4 separate regions of the Pan troglodytes genome follow, and all the other regions are linked to region 4. The links are chromatin contacts, called in public HiChIP or PLAC-seq maps. All regions are on one chromosome and are shown on one strand. The core of a region is the stretch at or near the end of the contact, and the rest is flanking DNA. Distances in the headings are between cores, read along the strand shown. Region 1 holds the start of USP2 (ubiquitin specific peptidase 2). Region 2 holds the start of OAF (out at first homolog). Region 3 holds the start of C1QTNF5 (C1q and TNF related 5). Region 4 holds the start of NECTIN1 (nectin cell adhesion molecule 1).

Region 1 (3,134 bases), core at 139-2,638, 340 kb after region 4:
ATGAAGTGATGGAATGAGGGCCCTAAGGAAGTATAACATGGTGAAACCCCATCTCTACTAAATACAAAAAATTAGCTGGGGCTGGGTGCAGTGGCTCACACCTGTAATCCAAGCACTTTGGGGGTCTGAGGCTGGTGGATCACCTGAGGTCAGGAGTTCGAGACCAGCCTGACCAACACGGTGAAACCCTGTCTCTACTAAAAATTCAAAAATTAGCCAGGCGTGGTGGTGGGCTCCTGTAATCCCAGCTACTCGGGGGAGGCTGAGGCACAAGAATCACTTGAACCCGGGAGGAGGAGGTTGCAGTGAGCCGAGATTATGCCATTGCACTCCAGCCTGGACAACAGAGCAAGACTCTATAAAAAAAAAAATCGGCCTGGTGTGGTGGCGCACGCCTGTAATCCCAGCTACTTGGGAGGCTGAGGCAGAATTGCTTGAACCTGGAGGTTGCAATGAGCTGAGATCGCGCCATTGCACTCCAGCCTTGGCAACAAGAGCGACACTCCGTCTCAAAAAAACAAAAAACAAAAACAAAAATAAAAACAAAACAAGAGTTGAAATCAAGAAGGGAATCGTGCCTTGGACAAGAACAGGGGTGCCTCTTTCACTGCTCCTGATAAGAATGGATTCAGACATGTTTGTAGGTAGAAATTTAAGAATTCCCCTCTTGATTGCGTCTGATTTCTCTGGGAAATAGAAGAGAAGGAAGGACTTGAGGAGAGTAGCGATGGAGAGAGAGATCTATGGTGAAGATGGGAGGAGTTAACGGCAGCTGCAAGGGTTGATGGAGCAGCTGAAGTTGAAAACCTGGATTTGCCTTGGTACCCAGCTACCTGGTTGTGCGATTTTCCTCATCAACATCGGGGGAGTCGGGAGAAGGTTACATAAAAGGAATGGGAGCAGCAAAAATTCAAGTTTTGTCTCGGCTTTTTCTTGAAAAGACCAAAGAGAATTCTTTCATTGACTCAGTGCCTCCGTTTACCCACTCAGGCATTCATCACTAATCACTGGTCCCATGAAAGTAAAATGAGCGGAGAGTGTCTTTGACAGCAGAGAAAAAGAGAAGAGGCTGAGGAACAGGACCTCCCCAGCCCAGTGAGAAGGGGAGTGGGGGACGTTTAGTCTTCCCTAAAAACTGAAAGTTGATACGCCCCAGGGCTCAAGTTCCGAGCCTTCTCCCATTGACCCCTCTTCTTTCCCAATACCTTCCAGCTGCCCCGTCGTGTGACATTCCAGTCCACCTCTGTTCCTGCTCCACCCCCTCCAAACTCGCGTGCTTTTCCTCCACGTGGTTCTCTGTGTATATCGGTTGCCTGGGTGGCCCCAGCCGGAGGCCGGGCTCTAATGACGCCACAATAGGAACAAGCCAATAGCCGTGACGCGACTCAGTGACGCAAGACGCGGGGTGTGGCTCTGCCGGCCCAGGCGCGATGAGGCGGCTGCCCGCTGGGTGGCGCCGATTTCCCGGGGAGGTCCCTTCTGGGCCCCCGGCGGAGGTGGGAGAGAGTCAGGCAGGAGCCGAGGCCGGGGAGCCCTCTTCGTCAGCTGGTGCTCACTGCGCCGCGCCAGCGCCAGCCGGGACTCACCCGCAGCTCCATGCTTGTGCCCGGTTCGACTCGTCCATCCTCCAAGAAGAGGCAGGTACGTGCCACCTGTCGGGGATCCGGGAGGGGGGATTCGGGGATCAGTGCCGGTTTGGAGCTCAGAAAGTAAGGTGTCCACGACATTCTGGGCAGAGTGGACACTAGAAATATAGGGAGAGAGCCGGCTGTGCAGGGACGCTCCAGCTGTGTCTGCCAGTTGTGTGAGGGCTGCCTGCTGACAGCCCAGGGTGCCAGGAAGAGCCAACTGTGTGCTGATCAGTGTATTCTAAGGAAATGCTGCTTTGGCGGGTCCTCCTCGCTGTGCCCCGTGTATATCGGTGGTATGTGGCCTGAGAGCGACACTGACAAACCCCCTCCCCACGTGTGCGTGCAGCTCACTCGCTGCTCTTAAAGCTCCCCGGTCAGTTTGCTAAAGGGGGTTAGGGGCGGGGGGTGGGCAACAATTAAGCGGAAGGGGAGATTTTCCACCAATCCCAAACCAGAAAGAGGCAGCTTTGAAATTCTCACCAGTCCCAAACCAGAAGCAGGCACGCGGTGCTCCGGAGAGAGCAACTTCTCAACAGTCAAGGGAAGCCCTAGCCACCCCATTCTAGCCCTTCCCTGAAGAGTGAACATCCTACCTCCTGACCTGGCTGCCTTTAGAATGGGACTGAGCTGGAGGTAGTGGTAGGGGCTGCTAACCTCCCCTGGAATGGGCATGAGAACATCCCCCAGATGGACCCCCCTAAAGCAGAGGAAAGGAGAGCTGATTGGGCTAAGGTCGAGGCAGGCCCCCTCCTCTGATGCTGTAGATGCATGTCAGACTGGAGTCAGAATGAGGACTGGAATGAGGGCGTCCTCTGAAGTGCATCATTAGGACCTGGGCTGAGTCAGTAGCCTGTGCTAAGACAGGGTGGAGGCACCAGGCTGGGTACTCCCAGTCCTCGGGGAGAGCCATCGAGAAACGTCCTGGGAGCAGACAAGTGCACCAAGGCCAGAGAGGCTAAGAACCCCGTTCCTTCCTCTTGTGACCCTGCTCAGCCCGGCTCTGTGGCCCTGGAATCCTGAGCCCTCCCACAGGTAGAGTGGAACCACCCCAGAGGGGCCAAGCATTCTCCTGGTGGCCTGGGGGAAGCTGCGCTTGCCGTATTTTTCTAGGCAAAGGGGGAAGGAGCCCAGATGGGCTTGGCCTTTCTCTGCTTGGTGGACTGGACGTCTAGGAAGATGGCAAGCCTTGTTTGCCCTTCCCAGTTATGGGACATGGTCAGTTCAGAAAACCAAGGGACTGTTCTCTGGCATTAGAAAGGCACACTTCCGGCCGGGAGCAGTGGCTCAAAGTGCAGTAATCCCAGCACTTTGGGAGGCCAAGGCGGGCGGATCACAAGGTCAGGAAATCGAGACCATCCTGGCTAACACGGTGAAACCCCATCTCTACTAAAATTACAAAAAAATTAGCCGGGCGTGCTGGCGGGAGCCTGTAGTCCCAGCTACTCGGGAGGCTGAGGCAGGAGAATGGCGTGAACCCAGGATGCGGAGCTTGCAGTGAGCCCA
Region 2 (3,538 bases), core at 857-3,356, 480 kb before region 4:
GGAGGCAGGGTGGGGAAGCCGACCCTATCAGCTTCCCTCTCTCTCAACCTGCATCTGAGAGCCTAGCTTAGGCTTGCGGAGTAAGGATGGGCTACAAAGTCTTCCCATTTGTGAACGCTCACTACCCCACCCCCCATCTGCCTGCTTATGTCCAATGTCAGTGCCAACTCTGTGGCCCTGGGGCAATCAGCGGTCAAGCCTCACCCCCCAACCCCACCCACCTCTAGCGGTCAAGCCTAACCCCTCACCCCTGCTAACTATGGCAATCTGGCTGGGTCCCTAACTGACTTCCCAAACTCCGCCACCTCTCCTCTAAAGTGCCCTGTCTCTACGAGGGAGGAAAGACAGGCAGCTTCAGCAAGGGTCCCCGGGGCCCCGGGCTCCCCCAGCTATCTAATCTGCTTCACCCCTGCACTCCCCCAGGGACAGAGCCTCACAGGGCCTCTCTTTAGCTGGGGGAAGGAGACAGAACGCTCCTTTTGAATACCTAAGACTTACCCACCCTCTTTTCCTCCAGCTTTCCTGCTGCTGGGTCACTGTTAGTCACTCACCATCCAGGCCCATTTCCTGATAATCCCCCAGCCCCCTGGGTGCAAGGCCCTTCTTATTCCCTCCAACACAGACACACACACACCAAGAGCGGGCTGGTCTCTAACTCCCAAACCCTATTCTGGGACGGGGACACACACACACACAGACACACACACACACACACACACACACACACACACACACACACGGCTGGTCTCTAACTCCCTAACCCTAATGTGGGCCAAAATAGGGGGGTTGGCTCGCTTCCCTGCCAGGCAGAGTGAAGGGCAGCACTTCTCCCAGAGGGAGGGGGCCTCAGCTGGGGTCTCTCTCCAGGATCCTCCTGCTGCAAGCGCCCCAGCCTTCCAGACCAAAGAGGAGACAGGGCTTCTCCCGGCTTGAGAGGGACCAGGGGCAACCAGCTCTCCCCAGAAAAGTGAAACAGAGGGAGAGGTGACAGAGGGACTCCAAAATGTCAGGGCTGGGAGGCCTCGCAGACCCCTCAGTGCCCTGTACAGGGGTGAGAAGCCAGGCCCATAGGAGGAAAGAGGCTTGCTTGCTCTAGATCACACAGGGAGAACCCACAGTGAGAGCCCACAGCGAGAACACTTCGCCTAGGACTTTCCCACTAGAGCACAGGGGAATGACTCCAAGAAGGGAGTCCAGTCGTTAGTAGGAGTTCTGGAGGAGGGTTAGCACCTGGGGGGCTCTGGGAGCGCTGGAGGAGGGAGTGAGAAAGGGAAGCAGAGGGGTTCTTTGGAGAGAATGAAGGGGTGGGCCCTGGGGAGTGGGCAAAGAGGTGTAGAGAAGAGCCCGGCGTGACCTTGGGCCAGCCGCGTCTCCCTCCTGGGCCCGTCTTTCCGTCTGCAGGCAAGAGAGCGCCTGGGATCCCGGGGGGCTCAGGCTTGAAGGTGCCACCCCGGCGAGTGAGGGCGCCTCACCTTCTTGAAGTCGGCGGTGAAGGAGACGAGGGTGCCGTCGGGCTTGCGCAGCTCGAGGCTGATGCTGTCGGCGTCGCTGTCCGCCTGCAGGCTCTCCTCGGTCACCTGGCCGTCCGGCAGCCGCACGCGGACCCGCAGCTCGGCCGGCGCACCCGTTCCCAGCAGCGGCGCGAGCAGCGGCAGCAGCAGCAGCAGCGCAGGGCGCGCCAGGGGTACCCCGGGAAGGCGCATCCCCGGGGGCCGCTGCCGTCCGCGGCCCCGGCGCGCCGCGTGGGGGCGGGGAGAGGCGCAGGCAAACTTCGCCCAAAGTTGGGGGCTAGTTCGGGGCGCCCGGGAGCCGCTCCGCCGGGGGCCTTGGCCGCGGGGTCGCCCGCGAGGTGGCGCGGACGCACGTGGGTAGCGCTCAGCAGGGCGCCCCCGGCGGCCCCGAGGCGGAGACGGCGCTGCCCTGGCCCGGCTCCGCGGCCCCGGGCTCCAGCGCTGCGAGCCTGTGTTTTGCACTTTTCATTCAATCCCACCCCCCGTCACTTCCTTCAGAAAACAGAAACCACCAGGACCCGCCTTAAAGAGACCGCGCACCTCGCGGCCCTTAAAGGGCCCGCGGCTGCTCTCCGCGCTTCGGCGTTGGCCGGGCAGGGGGCGGGGAAAGGGGGCAGCGGCTCCGCGGCTTTGTGCAAGCGGCCTCCTCGACCTCCCTCCCGCCCGGCCGCGCGGAGTCAGCGACCCAGGGGGTGTCAGAAGTTTGCTCTCCCGGCAAATCCCTTCATTCCAGCAGGGGCAGGACGGGTGACTCTTCCCCCGCCCTGCACCGCCACCCCCCCCCCCCCCGCTTTTTTTTTTGGCTTGCTTTTGTGCCACGTGGATGAAATAATCGGGCTTGGATTTTTAGGGGTTTTGTTTGGTCTTTCAGTTTCTCTGACAGCGAATTTCTAAAACGCTTCTGCAAAATCAGACCTCGCTTTGCACTCTGCCTTTTCCCTGCCCCACATTGGGAGGGTGGATCGGGGGTTCTCGCCCAGCTTTGCCACGGCCAGGTGTTAGACCTTGATGAGTCAGGTCACCCATTGGGACGCGGCCCTCAGGTTTTGTGAGCCCCTGTGCCTCTTTCCTTTTCAGTCCTGCCTCCCGTGCTTCCCGCATTCACGGCCTTTCCTCAGTCCTGCCCACCACCGCAGACCCGGTTCTTTCTCTCTATTATAGACTATGAAAATCCAGGGAAATGTTAGATTCCAGGTCACTTGGGAGAATTTACAGGGACTCGGGACGCTGGCGCTCCATGACAGTGGCTTTCCCACAAGCCACAAGGAAACATGCGTGCCCTGCGGTGCACCCCAACAATGAGAAGGGTGAAGACCAGGAGATCTGGATTGCTGCCTCCTCTGATTAGTTGTGGAATTTAGGCACGTTTTAAAAATTCTTTGGGCTTAAGTGTCCCCGTGTGTATCGTGGAAGCTGCTCAGACCTACACTGTCCTGCCAGTCCCAGGCAAGGGAAAAAGCCCCACGAAGATGCTCAAAACCAATTGTTCCCTGACTTCCATTTTCACTTCTGTTGGGACCTTGATTACTGATGGGTGAAAACTCCCTTCTCTGCAGCCTCCTTCCCTGCTAGGGCTTCCCCAGCACAGGGCCATGTGAACTGCAGGGTCCGGCTAGAATCGGCCTCTTGCTATCATCCAGGGGCCCTTCCCGCTACCCGCTCTCTGCTGCCTAGATTTAGGACTGAAGGGAATTTAAGAGACTACCAAGTCAGCCTTTTCCAAATTTGCCTTTCCTGAAGAATCACCTGGATGCTTGTTAGAAAATAGATTCCCGAATCCCTAAACCCATGGAATCAGATTCTAGGGAAAAGAACTGAGGATTAGCATTTTTGACAAGGCCCACATGATGCTCGACATAAGTGGTTGACAGCAGGTATTTGGCAGATGTTTAAGCATAGAGCGTCTGGGCCGGGCGCGGTGGCTCATGCCTGTAATCCTAGCACTTTGGGAGGCCGAGGCGGGCGGATTGCCTGAGCTCAGGAGTTCGAGACCAACCTGGGCAACAAGGTGAAATCCCGTCTCTACT
Region 3 (3,311 bases), core at 313-2,812, 380 kb after region 4:
GAGTCCTGGAAGACAGTCGGCTGGTGGTGGCAATGGTACTGAGTGTCACCCCAAGGGAAATGGGAATCTGGGAATCATTGGTGGGGCTTCAAGAACCAGTCCCTTCTGTCCCCCAGAGCCCCTTTCCACAGCCCACACCAAAGACGAAGGCATCCTCTTACACAGAGCAGGGGGTTTCTTCCAGATGCCCAAGCGGTCCCTGCAAATGCGGGTGCCCCATGTTCCCTGAGATTAAAGACATGCCTGCATGATGCCCAGGGCTGGCAAGCGATGCTGGAGCAGGCTCTCAGGGATGGCAGGGATCCTCAGAGTGTGTACAGCCTGTCTCTTTGTTATCCTCTTGCTTCCTCACAACCATCCCCATTGGACCCATGTACACACAGGACCGAGCGATTCGGTGACTTGCCACAGGCCACAGAGCCAGTGAGCAGTCCCCACAGTGGCCCTCCCCTCCACCCCTGCAGAGCTGGCCTGTGAGCCTGTCCAGGTGGAGATGTGCCTCGGTCTGAGCTACAACACCACGGCCTTCCCTAACATCTGGGTGGGCATGACCACCCAGGAGGAGGTGGCAGAGGTCCTCAGCGGTTACAAGGTCTTCTGGGTGGAGGGAAGGAGGGCGGGCCTGGGAGGGGAGGAGCCTGGGAGCAGGTGCCTGAAGGCCACTCTCCCTCCACAGAGCCTGACAAGCCTGCCCTGCTACCAGCATTTCCGGAGGCTCCTGTGTGGGCTGCTTGTGCCCCGTTGCACCCCACTAGGCAGTGTTCTGCCCCCTTGCCGCTCTGTCTGCCAGGAAGCGGAGCACCAGTGCCAGTCTGGCCTGGCACTACTGGGCACCCCCTGGCCCTTCAACTGCAACAGGCTGCCAGAGGCAGCTGACCTGGAAGCTTGTGCCCAGCCCTGACCCTGAAGCCGGCCCCTGCCCTCTTCCTGCCCGTCCTCTTTTGCCGGTCAGGGCTGGCACGCAGGGGAACAAAGGAAGGAGCACCAGCAGGGTCTCTACCCATCCTTCTCTGGGGCTCCCAGGGAGGGGGAAGAGAAGTCCTCAGCTGGGGCTCATGGGACCCTACCACCCTCCCTGCTCCTTCCTGTCCCTTTACCGGTCCCAGGCTGCTGACTGGCCCCACACTGTGCCACCGGACAATCGAGACCGCTTCCCATCCAGGCCTCTTCTCCTTTCCATCTGCTTTTTCAGCTTCTCCATCGCCTGCCTTCTGACCTTTTCCTTGATTCAACAAAAATGTACTGAGCATCTATTCACGAGGCAGGCCCTGTCCTAGGCCCTAGGGATCCAACTGGCTGTCTGCCTCTAGAACTCTCCACCCTCATCTCTCTGCGTATTTCTCCCTGAAATGGGGTCTGGTCCTTGGTCTCTGCCACTGCCCCGCCTCTCCTCTGGCCCTGGGAACAGGAGGTGCCCTGTGTGTCCGTCTCTCGAAGTTCTGCCTCTCTGTGCCCAGCTCAAGTCTCTCTCCCCCTCCTTTCTCCCCCTAAACTTTGGCCGGCCGCCGGGCGACACCACGAGTTATTTCCCAGCTATTTCCCGGTCCGGGAGCTCTTGGCCCCTGAACAACTGGTTTCCTCTTGGAGGCTGGGAGGAGGAAAGCGGAGCCGGCAGGGAGCGAACCAGGACTGGGGTGACGGCAGGGCAGGGGGCGCCTGGCCGGGGAGAAGCGCGGGGGCTGGAGCACCACCAACTGGAGGGTCCGGAGTAGCGAGCGCCCCGAAGGAGGCCATCGGGGAGCCGGGACGGGGGGTGAGTCTGGCGGAGGAGGGGAAAGGGGCTGGGGAGGGGACTGTGGGAAAGGCTGGCGCGGGCCGGCGGTGGGAGGGAGGGCTGGCCGCTCCCACCCTCTCTCGCCTGCCTGTGCTCTCCGGATGCTCGGCCCTGCGAGCGCTCAGCCTCAGGGGCACGGCAGTGGGGTGGGGACCGACTGGGCCGCGCCGGGGTGGGGAGAGAGGCAGGTCCCAGGATTCTGGGTCCCGACTCCAGTCCTGCCTGGTCCACAGACTGCGAGAGGACCCCGGCGTCCGGGCTCCCGGTGCCAGCGCTATGAGGCCGCTCCTCGTCCTGCTGCTCCTGGGCCTGGCGGCCGGCTCGCCCCCACTGGACGACAACAAGATCCCCAGCCTGTGCCCGGGGCACCCCGGCCTTCCAGGCACGCCGGGCCACCATGGCAGCCAGGGCTTGCCGGGCCGCGATGGCCGCGACGGCCGCGACGGCGCGCCCGGGGCTCCGGGAGAGAAAGGCGAGGGCGGGAGGCCGGGTAAGAAGGCACCGCCGCGGCTATCGGTGGCGATGTCCGAGCAGGCGCGGTCGCAGCTCCAGCTCCCGGTGTCCGGGACTCGGGTCTCCCGCCAGGGGGCGCCACTCCCCGCGCTTTGCAGTCCTGAGCGGGGGAGGGGCCCAGGCGGCGGGAGCCCCCTTGGCCAGCCCCCCAGATCTGCCCTGCGGGAAGGGGTGGAGGAGGTACCCGTGCGGGAGGAGGCGCTGGCCGAAGCTCAGGCAGGGGCGGGGAGGGGTACGGTGACCTTAGAGTCGCCGCCCCGCTGCGGGCTGAGCCGCCGCTACTCTCATCCTGCCGCCCCCCTTACCCCGCAGGACTGCCGGGACCTCGAGGGGACCCCGGGCCGCGAGGAGAGGCGGGACCCGCGGGGCCCACCGGGCCTGCCGGGGAGTGCTCGGTGCCTCCGCGATCCGCCTTCAGCGCCAAGCGCTCCGAGAGCCGGGTGCCTCCGCCGTCTGACGCACCCTTGCCCTTCGACCGCGTGCTGGTGAACGAGCAGGGACATTACGACGCCGTCACCGGCAAGTTCACCTGCCAGGTGCCTGGGGTCTACTACTTCGCCGTCCATGCCACCGTCTACCGGGCCAGCCTGCAGTTTGATCTGGTGAAGAATGGCGAATCCATTGCCTCTTTCTTCCAGTTTTTCGGGGGGTGGCCCAAGCCAGCCTCGCTCTCGGGGGGGGCCATGGTGAGGCTGGAGCCTGAGGACCAAGTGTGGGTGCAGGTGGGTGTGGGTGACTACATTGGCATCTATGCCAGCATCAAGACAGACAGCACCTTCTCCGGATTTCTGGTGTACTCCGACTGGCACAGCTCCCCAGTCTTTGCTTAGTGCCCACTGCAAAGTGAGCTCATGCTCTCACGCCTAGAAGGAGGGTGTGACGCTGACAACCAGGTCATCCAGGAGGGCTGGCCCCCCTGGAATATTGTGAATGACTAGGGAGATGGGGTAGAGGCCTCTCCGTCCTGCTGCTGGCAAGGAATGGGGACAGTGGCTGTCTGCGATCAGGTCTGGCAGCATGGGGC
Region 4 (3,294 bases), core at 500-2,999:
TTAAAATAAAAGATGGAGAGGATGGGAGGGTAAGAGCAGGGAACAAGAAGACCTTGGTACATCTGGGATTGCCCCTTCAAACCATGCCTTCAGCTCCTACAATGTGCCTGGCACAGAGCTGAAGGCCACCACAATGAATTCAATTCAACCCTGGCCCTTAAAGCACTCAGCAGCCAGATGGGAGATTCCCAGCTGCCACAAACTAAATCTGATAGCGTGTTCCCCAGTTTAAAACCCTCGTAGCAGCTACCGGGCATGATTCACGAATCTGCAGACCTCTCCTTTCCTCAAGTCTTAGGCTCAGGCTAAACCAGTCAACCCTTTGTGGGCCCCCTACTCACCTGACCATTGCTTACCTTCATTCCTTTGCTCGTGCTGACCCTCTACCTTAAATCCAGTCTCTTTTATATCTCTGCCCTCCAGCACTTACCTTGGTCTGATAGATGACTCACCGAGACCCTGTGTTCACTTCCCTGAAGCCTTTACACCAACCCCACCCCGGGCTAAACTGGGCACTTTTTCTGTGACCCACCAAACCCACACAATCCCATATTAAATATTTGTTTACGACATCCGTTTCTATGTCTGTCTTCCCCCACCCTTCAACTAGATTGAGTTCCTTCAGGACAATGATGATGTCTCTGTATCCCCAAGCCAGGCGCTGTGTTTTGACACAAAGAAAGCCCAGGTTACATTTGTTAAATGTAAAAGACCATACAGTGAGTGGGTGAGTGTTCATGACAATGCCAGATCTGACTACTTCCGCGAGAAACCGAGACACTCCAGGGCCGGATTCCAGACAGTGGGAATATGGCGCTGTCTTTGCCCCTTCTCCAGTGAGGAACCAGAATTTACGTGTTATCAGAAACAGCCACTTCCCCTCTGCTCCTGCCCGCCTAGAGGGCTGGGCAAAGGGTAGAGGGAGCAGTGTCCGGCCAGGGTCTGGGGAGAATTCGGCTCTCCTTAGTGGGAAACTCTGTCTGTCTTCCTCCCCCAGGGGGAGGGGATGGGGATAGGAGGACCAGAGTAAGGGGAAGAGGGCAGGCCCGGAGGGCGCAGTCGCCTTGGCAGAAATCCTACCACACCCGGATGTGGTGGGTGGTGAACGGGATGGGGCGGAGAGTCCCTGCCCTGCCAGGGACACTGACTGGACGATCCACTTTCGCGGGAATCCCACAAATCTCTCAAAACTAAGGTCCTGGAAACTGGAGGAGAGCTCGTTTTCAGGCTATGTTTGGGCAAGGGCGGGGCGCGGGGTGCTTCAATTTTTGGAAAAGGAACCCCCGAAGGGAGCAGGGATTAGAAAAGAAACTCTACCAGAAACCTCAGTGGGCCCGTCTCACCCACTCATGCCCACCACTGACTTCTCTGGCAGCTCCCCGTCGCCCCGCGCACCGCTGCCTCCCCGTGGAACGTCCAAGTGGTGCAGAGGAGAGGGATCTCCGGAGACTGGGTTCTGTTGCGAGCTATGCCACGTTCCGTCCCGGGCGGAACTCTTCTTTGGGCCTTTGTTTCCTCGTCTGTGAAATGGGGCCAGGGTGGGAGCAGAGGGCTTGCAGAAGCCCTGCCAGCTCCGACGCTGCTAGCCGGGATTCTCCATCCCGCCCTCTCCTCCACCGCCGCCCCCGGCCCGGTCCTAACTCCACCCCCACCCGCCGCGCCTCGGCGCCGCCGGCCGCTAGGGGTCACTGCCTGCCTTTGTCAGCGGAGGAGGAGGGCAGCCCGCGCTCCAGCCGGCTCCCCAGCTGGCAGGCGGCCGAGGGGTAGCTCCCGAGCGAGGGTCCTGAGCCGGACCCCGCAGCCCGCGCTCGCGATCCGCCTCTGCTTCGGTCGGGAAGGCGCGTGCGCTCGGGCTCCGACCGGGCCCCGGCGGGCGCGCATCGAGGCCAGGAGGGGGTTAACGCTAACCCCTCCCCTCTGGCTGACATCACGGGCGAGCGGGTGAGAGGCTGGAGCTCGGCGAGTGAGAGAAAGAGAGCGAGAGCAGCGAGCGCGGCTCCACATTGTTGCGGATCGCCGGCACCCGGCAGAGCGGCGGCGGCTGGGACGCGCGGCGCCTCCGACCCGTTCTCCTCGCGCCCGGCCGCGCAGCCAGAGCCACCCGGGCCGCCGACCACCGAGCCCCGCGCCCGCCGCCTGGGCCCCGAGCCTTCCGCGCCGCCCGGGTGCGTCCCGCCACCCTCGGAGGACGGCCGGCCATGGACGCCTGCAAGTTGGAGCCGAGCGGGAGGGTGTGAGCGCGCCGGGGCCAGGAGCCCGCGCCGCGCAACCGGGCAGCCGGGCGAGCCGGGGGTGGGTCCCTCTCCCCAGCCCCGCTCTGCGTGGAAGAAGAGGGCGGGGACCGGCGCCGGGAGGAGAGCGGAGGAGGCGAAGGGGCATGACTCGTGCAACTTGCGGCGGGCATCTGCCGAGCCTCTGAGCCGGCGGCGGCCCGGGGCCCGGACTGCGGCCGCGCGGATCCCACCCAGCCCACCCCGCCCCGGCCGACGGCTGCAGCTGACCTGGATCCTTCGAGCGCCCGCCGACCGCCAGCGATCTTCCCTCATCTTCCGGGCTGGTTTCTGCTGCGCGAGGAGCGCTGCCCTCGCCGCCCCTCTCGCCGGCCCCCCGGCCCCCGATGGCTCGGATGGGGCTTGCGGGCGCCGCTGGACGCTGGTGGGGACTCGCTCTCGGCTTGACCGCATTCTTCCTCCCAGGTAAGAGCGCTCACCTCTGCTGTCCCCACCCCCATCCAATGCCTCCCCGGGGCTGGGAGCCGGATGGCGGGCACGACTGGATTGTGGGGAGTGAAAGGAGCCAGAAAAGTTGGGTCACGGCTTGGGTAAAGGGGGTGGGAGGTGGCACGGCGGAGAAAGAGGTTGAGAAGCCGAACCGCCTGCCCTGCAGGGAAGCAGTCAGATGCACGTCTCTATGTAGCATGAAAGCACTTTCTCCGCTCAGTTCTTCACAAAAAATAATAATATGTAATAGCGTTCTATTTATTTAATAACCAGCTCTCTGCTCGGGAAGCAGTTTGGAAACACTGCGTGTTACATAAATGCAAAATAATCACCGTAATCACCGTCTTGGGGTGGGAGACAACAGCCCCAGGGGGAGGGCGTCAGTCTCAGAGCTGCGGGTTTGGAGTATGGCGGGGGGGCTTCGTCTCTTTCGGCGGCCCCTTTGCCAGACGGCTCAGGACGCTCGGGCCCCCTCCCGCCCCACACCGCCCCACAGCGGGCGCGGAGAGTCGGCTGCTGCGGCAGAGGCGGCTCCTCGCTCACCTGCGGTTCCTTTCCTGGAGGGTGAGGCCGG

Evidence for each region. HiChIP or PLAC-seq counts read pairs in DNA pulled down with a chosen protein or histone mark.
Region 1: a contact with region 4 is called in an H3K4me3 HiChIP or PLAC-seq map of stem cell-derived excitatory neurons, with 5 times the contacts expected there. The contact joins the promoter of USP2 here to the promoter of NECTIN1 in region 4. A contact is called at or near these places in 1 of 7 Hi-C or Micro-C datasets (induced pluripotent stem cells) and 1 of 1 datasets of contacts at active chromatin or transcription factors (stem cell-derived excitatory neurons).
Region 2: a contact with region 4 is called in an H3K4me3 HiChIP or PLAC-seq map of stem cell-derived excitatory neurons, with 3 times the contacts expected there. The contact joins the promoter of OAF here to the promoter of NECTIN1 in region 4. A contact is called at or near these places in 1 of 7 Hi-C or Micro-C datasets (stem cell-derived neural progenitor cells) and 1 of 1 datasets of contacts at active chromatin or transcription factors (stem cell-derived excitatory neurons).
Region 3: an H3K4me3 HiChIP or PLAC-seq map of stem cell-derived excitatory neurons shows a contact between it and region 4, with 3 times the contacts expected there. The contact joins the promoter of C1QTNF5 here to the promoter of NECTIN1 in region 4. A contact is called at or near these places in 1 of 7 Hi-C or Micro-C datasets (stem cell-derived neural progenitor cells) and 1 of 1 datasets of contacts at active chromatin or transcription factors (stem cell-derived excitatory neurons).

What each region holds. Positions count from the first base shown.
Region 1 is chr9:121,327,605-121,330,738 of NHGRI_mPanTro3-v2.0_pri, reverse strand. It overlaps USP2 (ubiquitin specific peptidase 2), which reads left to right and starts at 1,388. Exons shown (of 13, transcript XM_001166112.8): 1 at 1,388-1,641.
Region 2 is chr9:122,150,072-122,153,609 of NHGRI_mPanTro3-v2.0_pri, reverse strand. It overlaps OAF (out at first homolog), which reads right to left and starts at 2,106. Exons shown (of 4, transcript XM_001166728.8): 1 at 1,473-2,106. The coding sequence starts at 1,703.
Region 3 is chr9:121,286,329-121,289,639 of NHGRI_mPanTro3-v2.0_pri, reverse strand. It overlaps C1QTNF5 (C1q and TNF related 5), which reads left to right and starts at 1,562. Exons shown (of 3, transcript NM_001428085.1): 1 at 1,562-1,753; 2 at 2,008-2,264; 3 at 2,600-3,311. The coding sequence starts at 2,051. The coding sequence ends at 3,117. MFRP (membrane frizzled-related protein) reads left to right here. Exons shown (of 13, transcript XM_009424324.5): 12 at 465-592; 13 at 677-901. The coding sequence ends at 901.
Region 4 is chr9:121,670,340-121,673,633 of NHGRI_mPanTro3-v2.0_pri, reverse strand. It overlaps NECTIN1 (nectin cell adhesion molecule 1), which reads left to right and starts at 1,749. Exons shown (of 6, transcript XM_016922150.4): 1 at 1,749-2,696. The coding sequence starts at 2,618. It overlaps LOC101059011 (a long non-coding RNA gene), which reads right to left and starts at 1,592. Exons shown (of 5, transcript XR_001707584.3): 1 at 1,365-1,592.